Regions from separate parts of the Mus musculus genome. Here region 2 is linked to region 1. The links are chromatin contacts, called in public Hi-C maps. All regions are on one chromosome and are shown on one strand. Each heading gives the region's core, a stretch centred on a gene start, on an enhancer-like site or on the middle of the called end of the contact. The rest is flanking DNA. Distances are from core to core; before and after follow the strand shown.

Region 1 (7,763 bases), core at 1,538-4,037:
GCCAGGGCTACACAGAGATACCCTGTCTCAAAAAAACAAAAACAAAAAAAAACCAAAACAACAAAAAAAACCAAACCAAACAAACAAAAAACATCCTTCACTAGGAGGAGCACCATGAGGTCCCGTCCCTCCCTGAGGGTCTACTGATAGTTAAATGCTTCCTAGGGAAGGGATGCCTCTTCCCCCCCCCCCCCCCCCGCCCCCACCCTCCCCTAGTGGTTACAGTAATAATGTCTTGCATACTAACCTCCGATCATGATCAGGCAAGAAACTGATTAAACTCAAGTGGGACACACTCTAACAGACAGGAAAGTAGGAGTGGGCTTCCAGCTTGTAGCAAGGGAGAGAGAGAAAGAGAGAGAGAGAGCAGAGAAGCAACAGGAAAGTCTAAAATTCTTTATATAAGTATATGAAACTGCCGGACAATAAAAATTAAAAATAAATTAAATTAACTCTAGAAGGAAAACCATAAAGGTGAATGCAAACAGAAACAGATGTACACGGGTTCTTCAGGTACTAGAAGAAAATATGGTTTATTAAAATGTTATTGATACACATGAAAAATATATAATGCAGACCACATATTAAATAAAATATTCTATCATTGTCAGGTTACCTGAGACTTCACAGGGGTTACATAAGAGAACATCCTTGTTCTTAGATGAGCGTATTAACATATTCACTGCATCCTAAAGGGAATTTTATACCTACAAGCTATTCTCAAATGGTTCCAGAAAACACTCTGATATATTGCTGTCATGTAATATCTCAAAACTCTTGGTCCAACTTTAAATTTTAATAGCTTTTAAAGTAGAAATGTTACCAACTAAATTTTCTTTAAAATTGTTCTTTTATTTCTTTAATTTTAGTTTTGTGACTTTTGAATAACACTTTTTAATTCCATGGTTTTTATTCCAGTGAGATTTTTGTTATCTTCTATCAAAGAGACTGAAACAAAGGGGTGAGGGGAGAATAACCTGGACAATTTGCAAACTGTTATAAATTGGTAAATCTGGGCAGAAGTTACACAGGAGGTTCCTATGCTGTTTTCGAGACTTTCTGTACGTTTGAAGTTATTTCAACATAAATGATGATGCAGCTGGAAATGATCTCTGATGTCTGTGTTGTACCTCAGGTGTGTGATGCTCAAGCTCATCTTCCATCTGAGCTTTGACTGTCTTCTATTCTGGATAGAGGAGTGGGGAACATTGTCTGGGCTCATTCTCTAATATAAGGACCTGGCAGGACACAGGCACCATGAATAGGGGAGTGGAGAGAAGGAAAAGGCTTCCATTGCCCTTGGCCTTGAGGGACTTGCTCTCTAATCCACTGAGCTAACTAACTCCAGACCTCTCCCCAAAGAGAACCGTGTAATAGGCATGTCAAACGATGGAGCCGATTGCTTTGGAAAGTTGTGTAAATAACTCTTTGGGCAGAAGAAAGATGGCCAACACCTGCTTTTTGTTTTCTGGAATTTATTAGAGCCACCCTGTGAGGGACGCTAAGCTTCCTGGAGCTTATTCACTTATCTGAGTTCATTCTTGGTTCAGGGCCGGCATTTTGGGGGGCCTAGAAAAAGCTGTCAAGGATCAGAGGAGGGTCACCAACTGCAGGCTTTGGGGAGGCGAAGGCGATTCATGAGAGCCAACTGGAGAGTAATGATCTTGCAGCCAGGTGTGCTGCTTTGCTGTATTTCCCTACCCAGATGCAGGGAAGAATACAGGAGGAAGAGCTGTGATAGTCATGGGTGCTGGGATGCCTAACCCTGTCTGTCGAGGGAAATATTTGGAGGTGAAGACAAAAGAATGTTGAGAATAATGTGTCAGGCAAAAGAATCATGTGGACAAAGACAGGGTCATCTTAATCCTTGCTTCCTGAAAATACAGTCTCTTTATCAGGAGAATCAACCTCAGCCAGAACTTACTAGAAACATAGAAGCTTGGGCTGTACTCTAGGCCCTGTACATCAGAGATACATATTTATAAGGTCCTTACGCACAATGATCTGAGAGAAGCACGAATCCAAATTCCATTTCTTAGAGAAGGTACCACTGTTTGATCAACATCTCAGTCCTAGCTGGTGCAACTTCCTGCCAGCCACAGTTGTATCAACTGCTGACCTGAAGATTCGGCCCAGGGCTGGTCTGCCGCTCCAGATTTATTTCAAACACCGGCATCTCCAGCCCTCATAAGCCCTCTGGGAAAATGGGAAGTCCCTCCCTGCTGGAAGGCTCGAGGAGTCTAGTTTTCTTTGAGCTAATACTGTCTGTACTTTTTGACCTAGTAATTCAACTTGGAGGATGCAAGCTCAGGGGAAAAAAAAATAATTCAAAATAAAATGGCCATCTCTGCTCAGCGGTTGGATGTTTACAGCTGTGCTGTCTCCAGTCATAAACAACCAAAGAGGAAACAATCCAAATGCTGGCAGTGGCCTAGGGGCAAGGCGGGGGCATGTTGTTCCCTAAGCACTATTGGGAACAGCCAGTCTGCCTCTGGGGACTGATCTTGATGTTATGGAAATTGGCTGGGCAGACAGGGAACCTGGGTTTCATTTTCATTCTGCTCTCCAACCACTGGAGACTCATGATGCCTGTGTCAAGGTCTTCTGCGACTCTTCCTATTTAAACATTGCATTTGTGCTCGTCCTGTGGTCCCTGTTCACAAAGACCCTGGGCAGAGCATGGGTGGTATAAAGAAAGAAACTTAAGTGGAGCTGACAGCAACTGTGTAGAGAGAGAAAAGAACAGGCACGGAGTTCATGTTCTGTGCAGACTCTGTGATACAAATAAAAGCTAATGTTTATTCAGGGCTTGTTGTTGCCAGAGGCTGTTTTAAGCACTTTTACATGAATAAACTCACTTAATCCTCCCATCAACACCATAAAATTGGAATTATTAGTCCCCTGTTTTTTAGATATGGTTGAGAAAATAATTTGCTTAAAATCTTCTGACAGAAGGAACAGGGCCAAGAATAGTATGTACCTTTTCTCTCTGATCCTGAAAGTCATACTCTTACCATCTTTCCAAGTCCTCACCATGTGGTCCCCAGATCACCATCAGCAACAATCCTGGACCTAACTTTGAAAGCCATGTTCTCCAGACCCACCTAGTCAGAAGCACAGGGAGGGCCCAGGCACTCTGCTTCAGCAAGCTCTATCCACCCATGTGATATGATACATGACAAATTTCTAGAATTATTGCTGCACCATGTGCTGCGTTTAATAATCGTGGAGCATGAGAAGTAGAAGTTCAGATAATTAATAGCACTGTATTGCTAAAGCAATTGGGAACCATGTGGTTGGTCACTTTTTTTTTTTTTTTGACTAAACATCTAGAAAAATAATAGATCCGGGGTGTGAGCCTAGTGTACCATGCCTATATTCAGTACCTCGCCAAAAATCAGTTTATTCAGAGAGAGGGAGCAGGGGATGGTTGCAGGACAGGAATTAGAGATTGGGAAATCAGGTAAACCATGAGAAAGTTAGCTCAGTTGTTCTACCCCTGGCAGATGGAGGTGACACTGTAGTGGTGGTGGTACCCAGAGCTGTGGTGGCAGCTTGGTTTGATCTGATTAGCCAACCTCTGTGTACAGGGCTGCTGGTTTTTTCTAGGCTCCATGCATAAGACCTATTTTTAGTTCAGCCTTGATAGGACATGCTGGCTGGGTGTTGCCAAATCCCAGGAACAATCTCACCCTGGCAGCAGGCAGTTTTTGCTTGGCTCAAAGATCGTGGAGGGCTGTCAGGGCACGTACCCAGCCTCCACCCAGATGCCAGTCCCACCTGGACCAGTCCTGGGTGAAAGAAAAAGATTCCAATGGAAGCCAAAGGAATTACGTATGATACACCTATTGAATGGCTATCAAAACCCACGGGCCATGGGGGCAGGGGATAGATACACTATGACTTGCTTCCAACCACCGGGCCAGTTGGTGGGATGGTGGCAGTTAGAACCTTAGGTTTTCAGATTTCTTTCTCTGAGGGATGAAGATGATCCTAGAGTCCTCTGGGACATGTTTGTTTGTCTTCTTTCTGCTTCTACTGACAACAAAAGATTGCTGAGTATTCATTCCCCTTATAACAAATACATCTTCCCAGGAGGAGACAGAGAGCTGAAGGCCCCAGAACGTACTGTTTCATGGGAATCAATGGGAACTTAGTGAAATTAGTAAAGGAAGCAAAACTTGAGAATCTTGTCACAGCTGGAGGCCACACTTCATACTTTCTGCAACTATTTAAAGTCTCTTTTATCTAAGATCTTTCTGCAATTTACCCACAGGAGATAATAACCAATATATTTGCAATGATAATGACTGCTAAATTTTGCATCAGATTCTGTCTCACATTCATTAACTCATTTAAACAGCCTAGTAGCCTCATGAAACAGAGATTGATATCATTTTACTACTAGAGAAACCAAAGCCCAGAACTGCGAGTCAGTAAAAGCCATGCCGGCATGGGTTAGAGCCAAGTTTGACAAATCTAAACTATGCGAATGTGGTGGTTTGAACAAGGATGGCCCTAATAGGCTCATAGATTTGAACTCTGTCACTAGACAGTTGCACTATTAGGAGGTATAGTTTTGTTAGAGTAGGTATGGCTTTGTTGGAGAAATTGTGTCACCACTTCAGGGGTGTTAAGGGGTTCCAAATGTTCAAGCCAAGCCCAGTGGCTTTCTGCTGTCTGTGGATCCAGATGTAGAACTCTCAGCTACCTCCCCAGCCCCATGTCTGTGTGTGTACCACTGTGCTTCCAGCAATGGTGACAATGGACTGAACCTCTGAACCGTAAGCCAGCCCCAATTATGTATTTTCCTTTTTAACAGTTGTTATATCTCTTCACAGCTATAGAACATTAATACAATGAGTTTACCTATATGGTCCTCCCTAACTAGAAACAAGGATAATAACCCAGAAAGCCACGAATAGATACAGATAGGTGAGGTTGAGAACTTGACCATTCAACAAACATGTTTTCAGCTAATAAAGAATCAGCAAGACCCCTTCCCTGCTGGGGAGAGGCTAGCACCATGTGAATATTACTCAGTCAAAGAAATGATGAGTGTGGATTCACAGAGCAAGTTTTCTGTGATAGTGGGCATCGGCATGAGATATATATGAACAGCAGTTGAAGGCAAAGGTTCCCAGGGGAGCATGGGTGCCTGGACTAAAGAATGCCTATTGCCCCTGCATGGTTGGTTAACATGTAAAGGTCTTAAGATTAAACACCACATTCAGTATTTTTCCACCTCCCAAATACCCAGTGAAGACCTCCATAGTTAGGGTTGAACAAGTGTTTGCTGGCCATGGCTTTACCAGTAGACACAGTTGATTTCTTCTGCATAGTCCTTGGCAAGGAAAACTAGTAAATACTAGCAGGTCTCATCTGTACCCAAAGTCAAGCTGTCATTCTCCAACTTGCCTAGATATTGGCTATGGCAATTTGAAATGAGGTATGAGGCAGGAGCAGTGAGCTGAACATGACAGAGCAGCATGGCAGTAGTGATGTTCTCTCTCTGGAAGCTCATGGCTGTCATTAGCCTCTGCTCACTAGAGTACCCTTGTCCAAACTCCCCTGGGCAAACATTTAGGTTGCTCTCATAGTATGCCCGTTTATTTCTCTTAATTCTCTTGAAGATGCCCTTGGCCAGGCAAACTAACAACATGCTCCAAGATTTTCTACAAATGCCACCTCTTCACCCTGAAATCCTTTCCACTTTTCAGAGGCTTCCCCAATTCAGCAACTTTATGCAGCTTTCTTGATGTCCTCCTCTTTTGAATAACCACAGCTCACCTGGGAATTTATCATGCACGTTCCTTTGAAGTAGAGGGCTGAGTTTTCACACTTGCTTTGCAATAAAGAGAACTGAGCTTTAGAATTAGATAGTGTTGTCAATAGACAAACTTTTAGAACTACTCAGCCTCTGTTTTCCTACCTGTGAAATGAAGGTGCCAATACCTACACCATACAGAGACTGCCCCATCCAGGGATCTATACCATAATCAACCACCAAACGCAGACACTATTGCATATGCCAGCAAGCGTCTGCTGATATGACCCTGATATAGCTGTCTCTTGTGAGGCTAGGCCAGTGCCTGGCAAATACAGAAGAGGATGTTCACAGTCATCTATTGGATGGAACACAGGACTCCCAATGGAGGAACTAGAGAAAGTACCCAAGGAGCTGAAGGGGTGTCTGAAATCCTATAGGAGGAACAGCAATATGAACTAACCAGTACCTCCTGAGCTCATGTCTCTAGTTACATATGGAGCAGAAGATGGCCTAATTGGCCGTCATTGGGAGGAGAGGCCTTTGGTCTTACAAAGATTATATGCCCCAGTACAGGGGAATGCCAGGGCCAGGAAGCGGGAATGGGTGGATTGGGGAGCAGGGCGGGGGGAGGGTATAAGGGGCTTTCGGGATAGCATTTGAAATGTAAATGAAGAAAATATCTAATAAAAAGAAGACTCAGGCAAGGTTAGCCAGAAGATGAGGCAGACTAGAGAGGGTACCAGAAGGTGGAGGCAACTTGAGGAAGGACAGAGGCTGTGTTGTTAGATTTTACTGGTATGAGCTCTTAGACGTTCAAGAGGGTGAGACTTATATTGGACTGTCAAAATCATTTAGCCAACAATTGCTTTGTAGGTCAAATGAGTCATAGCTATGAGAGTTGAGAGGCTGAAATAACCTGTAAGGTTGTTCTTAGATTGTCTTCTCTGGTCGTAAATTGATCTATATAATATGTCGTGGGGGAATAATGGTATGTCAGCAGAGAAAGCGTAAAGGATAGTCCCGCATGGGAAGTACATTCTCAAAGGTGATGGAGCACTTGACAGGTAGATGGCAGATGATTACAGCCTGTCTAGAAAAGATATACATCTGGGTTTGGGGGCCTGAAGTGATGACTCAGTGAATAAGAGTGGTTAGTGTTCATCAGTGGATAAGACTGGTTAGTTCTCATCAGTGGATAAGACTGGTTAGTTCTCATCAGTGGATAAGAGTGGTTTGTGCTCTTCCAGAGGACCTTGGTTGAGTTCCTAGCATCCATATCTGGTGGCTCAAACTCTGAGGGATGCCCTCTTTCAACATCCACAGGCACTTGTATACACATAGCACACACACACACACACACACACACACACACACACACACACAGAGAGAGAGAGAGAGAGAGAGAGAGAGAGAGAGAGAGAGAGAGAGAGAGAGAGAGAGAGAGGGAGAGAGAGAGAGATGCATACATATGAATAAAGAGAAATCTACCTGAAAGTGGTAGTGTATGCCTTTAATTCTATACTTTGGAGCCAGATGCAGGCAATTCTCTGCAGGTTTAAGGCCAGCCTGGTCTATTCTAGGGTTACATAGTGAGACTCTGCCTCAATATTTGTGTGTGTGTGGGGGGGAAGGATGTAGGAAGTGTGAAATCACATAATTTAAAAAATGTTTCCAATAGTGTGAGCCACCATGTGGTTGCTGGGATTTGAACTCAGGACCTTTGGGAGAACAGTCTGTGCTCTTAACTGCTGTGCCACATCTCCAGCCCCCTCAACAACTTTTCAGATGAGAAAACCACAATGACGTTCATTTTATAGATGAAGACATTGAGGCTCATATAAATGGAACTTTTGTGGTATAAATAGGGAGTGGGGATAAGCATGGACCCTGTAGGACCAGTGACCTCTGTGGCTTTTCTCTTCTGGCTGGAACCTGAGAAAGGAAAAAGCACTAAGAGTGAACCAGAGTTCTCAGAAGAAATGGGAAACTGAGA
Region 2 (7,763 bases), core at 1,845-4,344, 350 kb after region 1:
TAACTTCCTTCTATTGGGCAACAACTCAGAAATATTACACCACTTTCTGACAGCATCAGAGACTGGTGACTAAGTATATGAGTCTTTGAAGGTCACTGAAGATCTAAATTACAGGTTTTTTTGTTTTTTTTTTTTTTTTTTTATGGTCAGATTAGCCCCGTCCCCCTACAGTATACTTTGAAATAAAGCTAAGTCCGGATTGCTTTGAAACAGAAAAAGAAGGGTTAAATATTCAATTCTAAGACATGGTTAAATAATATGACATATCTTAAAGTGTGGTATATTTTCCCCTCTGTGTGTAGGTGCATATGTGTGTGTGTGTGTTGTATGTATGTTTTTATATGGTATGTAAGCACATATGGATGCACATATGCATGTATAAAACAGGGGTCTCCAGCAATGTCTTCTTAATCTCTAGCTTAGCTTTTGAGACAGGGTCTCTGGCTGAACTGAACCTGGAGCTCACCAGTCAGCTGGACTGGCTGGCAAGAAGCCCCAAGGCTCTCCTGTTCTCTGTTAAGAAGTGCTGAGATTACAGATGTGTGCACTTTTACTCCTTGTTGGTTATTTTTTTTTTTAAATCTGGATGTTAGTGATCAAACTCAAGTCTTTCTGATTGCCCAGCAATCACTTTTCTGACCAAGTCATCTCCATAACATCATGATATATTCTCTAATAGAAAATATGATACTCATTGATGAGGAAAGACATCTGTTGAGCTTAAAACACAGACTTTACGGTTGTATAAACATACTAACTCTGCTACAAGGAATTGAATAAGGCATATCTTAATATTGTGGAGGAGTCTCATGTGATACTTTCTCAAATTTCATTACTATTTATCTCTGGGAAGGGGAAATGTAAAGAGACAGCATTTTTTTTTTTTTTTTTTTTTTTTTTTACTCTTTGTGTTTGTAGTTCCTATAATTAAGTCTTAACTACCTTCAAATTCATGTTCTCCATATTTATCTTTTAAAAGTCAGCTCTGTTGTTTATGCTAGGGCTTGGTGGGCTACTACTATGGGTGTCCCACTTTGAGTACCTCCCAGAGGATGTGTAACCCAAATGCCATCTCTGGAAACAACCCCAAAAGGTGACACTTAGCTCCCTTCTCCTCCCTTTTCCTGCCCTCTCTCTGTCTTTGTCTTCTTCTCTCTAGCCTTTCGGAACACTAACTCCTGTAGGAGTGGAGAGCTGGTTCTTGCTGTGCTCAGAGCTTCCTCTGGGGGCCCCTTCTTGTGTCCTAGGTAATTGGACATGGTGACTAGGGACTCTTTTTGGGGCTTTGAGCTAATTATCATTTTGACTAAAATCTGTTCACTTTTCTAGATCCTCTGTCCAAAGAATAAGACTTTTAAAACATAGAAATTAGATTTATAAAGTTTGAACTTTGCATTTTTTATCAGTTGACCATTTTCCCCAAAATGTGTATGCTACCCCCACCCCAGGTAATCGAGAGCTGTAGAGTTTAAGTGCTGTAAAGTCACAGCATGACTCTGGAATCTTCTATTACAATTGCATGAATTCACAGATTTGACTCCAATATTTTGATTAAATGACAACTTGGCCAGCTCTCCCTCTGTATTGGAGGGAGAATACTCCTTAACCCAAAGCGTCATCCCTTCTTTAATCTCCAGGTAGATGGTCTGATGGCACAGGTCAGGTTCTAGAATCAAACCTCTGAATCTTAGTCCATGAATCTGCATCCTTGGAGTGTAAGAACAATGCCTACATCAATCAGCCTTTGGGCATTTCCTTCTTTACTTGAGGCAGAGCAGAATTGCTGTTGGGCTCCAGAACCTTTCATTTCATGGCAAAAGAATTCTCATTGCTGGAGGAAAAGTTAAAAAGCTATATTCATAGTTTCTTTCTTCATATAGTTGAGATATTTCTGAATTCTGATGAAATCTAGTATACATCAAACAAACAGAAAGAAAAACCCATTGCTCTTGGCTTTAGGTTCAATGTTTATTTACAGCCTGGCTTTTGAAACATGGTAGCTGTTACATTCAAGTAAGTTCTGTAACAGCAGCTTCTCTTTGTGCCCATGTGCTCTGAGTCCCCTAGACTTATCCATACATCTGTCCTCTATTTAAGGAGATCACACCTAAACCCTGTCATCTTTCAAACATTCTTTCCTTGCTGTTGGGTTTTGCCAACTAGACTTGACTGAAGAAAGACACCTTGTTGTGTTCTTTTCATCATCTGTCCAGTAAAATGGTTGGTTGTCAGGACAACGGCATAGAAAATAGAAATGTGGAAATTCATAACCACATGAATTCTTGAAACAAACTTGACAAGGGAAAATTCCAGCATACGTTCCATATAAGGGTTAAGGAAAAGGAAATGTTTCAGATACACCCCCTCCCCTTACAAACTGGACATTTCTTTGTAAAATCTGTAAGAATACTAGGAAACACACACACACACACACACACACACACACACACACACACACACACACTCACCACCCTCTCTTCAGTCCTATCTGCATTCTTGATAGAGAACCTGTGGGATGCATAGGCACTTTGGTCTCTGTAATCTCAGTACCAGACACAAGAAGCATCCAAGCACTGTAGGGACAGTGTGCTTGCATCTTGATAATGGTCTTTATAGATGGATTTTATGATGTTTATCTACAAAGAATCTGAGTTTAGAGGGCTTGAGGCTCTGAAAGTCGAGGCATGCAACCAAAGCCAGATCAAACTGACTGCTGAAATCACACTCTTCCTAATAGCACTCTGGCTCCCTGTCAAAAATGTGAGGAGTAGGGCTTTAAAAAGAGCACTTCTAAGATGAAATATACACTTTTCAAAACAATAGCAGAAAGCCTTTTCAAGGGTAAAACAGTTGGGGGAAAAAGAAATAATATGTAATTTAGTATTCATTGAGTATAAGCAATTAATCCTGCCCTCTGGGGGTGAATTTAGTCTAGCCTATTTGCACATGAAAGTACAAGACTGGCTTCCTCTTTATGAAAGTAAGACATCTGGTTGGAAAGTGAAAAATTTGGTCAATTACCTGAATCGTGTTTGGTCTACATGATAGAAAAACCCCAGATGTCTTGAAATCACCAGATGTTTGGCCTTGTGCGGTTACCACCAGCCCTGCTGACTGGCCCTTTCCTGTGAGAGTTGCTGTTTGACATCCCATAGAGGCAGCCATTGTTAGGAGGCTGTTATCTTCTGTGATCCAGCAGTGTACAAACAGGAGTCTAGACTGCTCACCCACACTGGCTCTGACAAAGTGTTCCTTGGGCTATGCTGCATCAGTAAATGGGATCACACAAAGAAGCACAGTGAGTCAAAGACTATCCTTTATTTTGAAAATCCTGTCTTTCTAGTGAACAGATATTCTGTTCAATAGTGAATTGCAGGTTTGGAAAAACAAGTCATTTGCACATAAGTTTAAAACTGAGAAACATAGGTCTGTATTAGTTGTCGTTGATTTTTTTTAATGTAGTTTTCATAGAACTGTGAAACAACAAATATGAAACCCCACATAGTACCTGGAGCAGAATGGCAGCTAAAGCCACTCTTTCCTGAATCTGCCTTTTCTTAGATGTCGGGATACTCTGTAGGGCTGCCGTTTCTTACAAAGCTCTAGAAAGTCATAGTCATCTGACAGTCCAGGGTTTTGTTGATGTTCCTTTTGAAACCAGCATTTAGTGCTTAAAATAGCTCCAAAGAGAATGCTTTCTACACTTATTCTTAAAACATTTCATTCTGAAGATTTAGCATGGAAACATGTGTTGAACTTGAGAATCATGTGAGAAAGACCAATTCCACAAATTTTGAGCCAAATTTGAAGCAAGCTTTAATTAAAAACTGGCCAAGATGATAGACTCTGGCCAGGACCTTTCCAAGGTTTCCAGAAAATAGCAAGAAGTCACATTTTGCGCTGGCTTATAAAGGCAGACCCATAAAGCTTCATATTTCCCATCAGGTCCAATCAAAGGTATGTATCCTGACATACTTTCTGCCTACATACCTCCTGCCTACATCCAATCAGGGGCAAGCATACATCCTGATGTATTTCCTGCTTAGGTATCTTTCATCTACATGTGACCAAGCACATCCAGTGCACCTGGGTCAGACTTGTTTAACAAATGAAAACATAAACAGTGGTCTCTAGCATTTCAGGAAGTATCTGTCCTGAGGCAAGGGGTTTACAGATTAGAGCCGTTTTTGTTTTATGAATCTCTTAGGCACAGTAACTAAAGCTTAAAACATAACTTTGGCTCTCACACATGACCACAGGGAGACATTTTTTCCACTCTGGCAAACTAAATTCCATTATTGTGAATATTTTAACACCTTTCATGGTTTCTGCAGCTAACTCCCATGACCTCAAACACCTACATCTCATCACACACTAACATCACAGACCCCTCAAGGTTTTTAGCTCAGCCAGAGTGAACTCTGTGACCTCTTTGTGCTAGGCAGCATCCAACATATCGGGCACTGATAGTTGTGATAACTGTAATAGTGTCTACTACCTGCTGGTCTTTTGTTGTATGTGGGATGCCAGCAATTGTGCTTCTTAGGCATTATCTTGATGAATTATCGTTACCACTCTAGGAGGGAAATAGCATTATTTTAGAATTCTTATAAGCAAGGAAGTTTGCAATGGAAAGAAATCACTTGCCCAAGGTCATAGCCCTGAGAGTAGGAAGGCCATGGACTGCATCCAAGATTATGTATTACCTAACCTGAACTCCACAAGCTATGCTAACCTGCCTGCCTCTGACAATGCAGTTGAAAGAGCTGAGCCCTCAGTGCTGTTATCATTGAAATTAGAAGAGGAAGGTGCAAGGTCTTTCTTATAAAGAGCAGAATGATGTAATTCCAGACACCATACTGTGGGGTTCTAGAGGAAAGAGGGATTAATTACGATCTACCTAGGGAAGGATTTTTAGGAGGTAGCCTTAGGCTAGGTGAGAACAAAATAGGTCATCAACAATTATCTAGAGAATTAGGTCGTTGTGGGTGTCAGAGCTGATGATTTCAAGCTAAAAGACTACAGCTATGCTCTGAATAGTTCAGAACTGACTCCCATACCTCTGGAAGCTATTGAATTTTGCCAGCTATTCTAGACTCCATGTGACTTACGGGCCTGGCTTCCTTCTGCATGCTGCAGAGGGAAAAGAGTGACATTCTATAGTAGGAGGTATAGAAAGCAGAGGAAGCCTAGTGAGTCAGGAGCCATGTTGTGAGTCTAGACATTGCTTCTGTGACGGCTGAACCATGAGATATGCACTTCCTTCTTTGTATTCCTGGTCTGTAAGGGTCGATCTAGGAAAGGAGATGGTAGATGTTCTTCGTATGTTAGAATATTGTGGACCTTAGGATTTTGTTCCTATATACAGCCTATCAGTGGGGCTTTGCTTTCCGATTCCTTGCAGTCTTTACCTTACCCGAGTTCCTAAATTCGATGGTAATTTAGGAAAATTTCAGCCTTTGGAGTCAGACCTTTGAATCCTGACCCTGATCTGATCCTCAAATGTAACCCCTCTCTTCCCTTCCTGGGTAGATGAATAAATTTTGAAATTCTTTTGTAGTTTTGTTTCTATTCTATGAAATAATAAACTCTAATACTTCAACCCTAAGTTATAGGACCTACATATATTGCTTTCTAAAACAATTTGCATTTCATTGATTTGTTATTAGGACGGAAAGTTATACGAACAGAAATGTTCCAAGAACAGTTACCAACAGCTCATGGACTTGAATAATTATGTTGTTGAAATACAAGATGTTCATACTGCTCTTCAGCTCACTGACCTACTGCAGTAACTAGTTGCTAATTAGATTTCTTTGAACCAGCTTGTCCAGCTGGGAGGACTTGAGAGCTGTATTCTGCAAGAATCTGGTATATGTAGTCTCTTGCTGCCATAGGAAGAGTCTTTGTGCCAGCATGCCTTCTGCCATTTTCTAGGTATGTACATTGCTCTTGATGTGTGTCATTGTCCTGAGTTAGAAATGAGAGTGGATCACTGGTGGGATTATATTAGTTTCTTTACTAATTTACTAATTTATCCCCCAGTAATATCCAGGGTTGAGAGTCAAATTTAGTGTTCATCTGTTTTGTTTACTTTCTACTGAAACTCTGTACAAGGTGGGCACATATAGGTGTGCAACTTTAATCTTTTTGTTCAAGGTGATTGATCTATGTCTTATGATCTTAAAAAATAAACAAAAATGTGTAATTTTGCTAAAGTAAACATTACTTTTAAAAGTATGTTTTAGATACTTGGGAGTGAAAGAAATAAGATGTAGAGAGAAAAGTCTGTGAGCTATTATCTTTCTACTGGAAGAGATGTATAAAACCAAATATAGGGATATGGTATGTAAGAGTTATTTAAAAGTACATTTAAAGCATATGGAGTATAAGGCATATTAATACCAAGTAAGAATACAAAGTCAGGGATCTTCCATGTGTATCAAACTGTCTAAACTATGGAGTAATTATAAGACATGTTAACTAACAGATGTAATTCAGAAGTGGTATTAGAAAGAACTAGTACCTGCTAGAAAGATCTCCTCTATCTTAATCCTTAACCTAGGTGCTACTCTGGGACAGTGTGTGCACACAGTAGATGTCTATTCACCCACCGTTTCTATAATAAGTGATAATGAATATCATACAATTTGATGTGAAATCAGTAATGGAAATGGAATTTAGTTTCTAGTCACAATGACATGATTTCTAGGAGGTGTATCAGATGCTGTCCTTAAAGAGTGGAAGAAGAACACTAGCTTTGGGTTCTCAGGAAGTCTCTACTTGGATGAATCATTTAATACAAGTGTAACTCCAATTCAGGAGCCAAGACTACTACAATCCTTTTAGCCATTTTCTATCAGTTGTCCCAGTTTTCTAGAAAATCCTCAGAGCTGACCTACCCATGTGATCTGAGTCAGGATAGGCCTTACCATTCTCTGGAACCATTCAAGCATGTGTCATGTCTGTGTGAAACGCCAAACTTAAGAAATGCCTCTGAATACTGCATAGTGATTGAGAATTGTATGTTCTCAGTCTTGTTACCCACTTTTAAATCAGATTGAAAGTAACTTGAGTTTGAAATAATTCCAGCATTCTCTCCAACTGGCAAGGCAAAGTGTCCTTTAGCACAATCTTGGACATAATCTGGTTGGCCTGTCAGCCTTGCCCAACCGAGCTGGTACCAGCATTCCACAGCAAGCATAAGGAAGCAGGGTCGCATGCCACCCACGCCCAAACCTCTCTGACATTTCCGTGGGCCTGGAGCCAGATCTCCCCCTGTGTTTCATCTCCCTCTCAGAATACAAAGGAACACTGAACCTTCCAGTTAATTCAATACCCTCCCCCCCCTTCCTGGAGAGGATAACAGTTCTGTTGACCATTATAATGCATCTTCTGTCTCCCAGCAATCCACATAGTCATTAATTTCTGCTGCTGACATCAGGAAAGAGGATTATGTGTGTGTCTGAAACTGTTCCCAGAGTGCTCATTAGTCATAGATAATTGAAAAACTGGTAGGGGAAGGTTTGTTGTAATAGGAGCTCTGCTTGTGAAGAGGGACTGCAGCTACCCGATAATTGTAGGCTCCAGCTTGGACCACTCAGGCCAAATATGTCCATTCACATGGGAATTCATGGGGCCCAGGAATCCTCAGGGCCATCTGATATCTGAAGGTGAACAAGTAACACAGCCAGAGATCAGAGTGTAGGTGAATTGCCCATGGGTTTCTCTCCTATCTTTAGCGTGAGGAACAGGACTTGGAA

The links. A called contact is a pair of places that touch in the nucleus more often than the background predicts.
Region 2: a Hi-C map of uterus shows a contact between it and region 1, with 5 times the contacts expected there. The contact joins two enhancer-like sites. A contact is called at or near these places in 1 of 15 datasets of contacts at CTCF or cohesin (the NIH/3T3 cell line), 7 of 484 Hi-C or Micro-C datasets (epidermal suprabasal cells, liver and uterus), 4 of 115 datasets of contacts at active chromatin or transcription factors (CD8 T cells, embryonic stem cells, heart atrium and 1 more) and 1 of 9 other capture datasets (embryonic stem cells).

The regions. Positions count from the first base shown.
Region 1 is chr4:95,375,199-95,382,961 of GRCm38.p6, forward strand. No RefSeq gene overlaps it. Among named protein-coding and RNA genes, the nearest start is that of Gm12707, 110 kb to the right of the region's middle. Within about 2 kb of position 2,788, at least 55 of the 459 cell types and tissues checked have an H3K27ac peak or open chromatin away from gene starts, as enhancers often do. A contact at or near this core is called in uterus, where this site is marked.
Region 2 is chr4:95,726,592-95,734,354 of GRCm38.p6, forward strand. The region is part of intron 6 of Fggy (FGGY carbohydrate kinase domain containing); the gene reads left to right. Among named protein-coding and RNA genes, the nearest start is that of Fggy, 170 kb to the left of the region's middle. Within about 2 kb of position 3,095, at least 25 of the 459 cell types and tissues checked have an H3K27ac peak or open chromatin away from gene starts, as enhancers often do. A contact at or near this core is called in uterus, where this site is marked.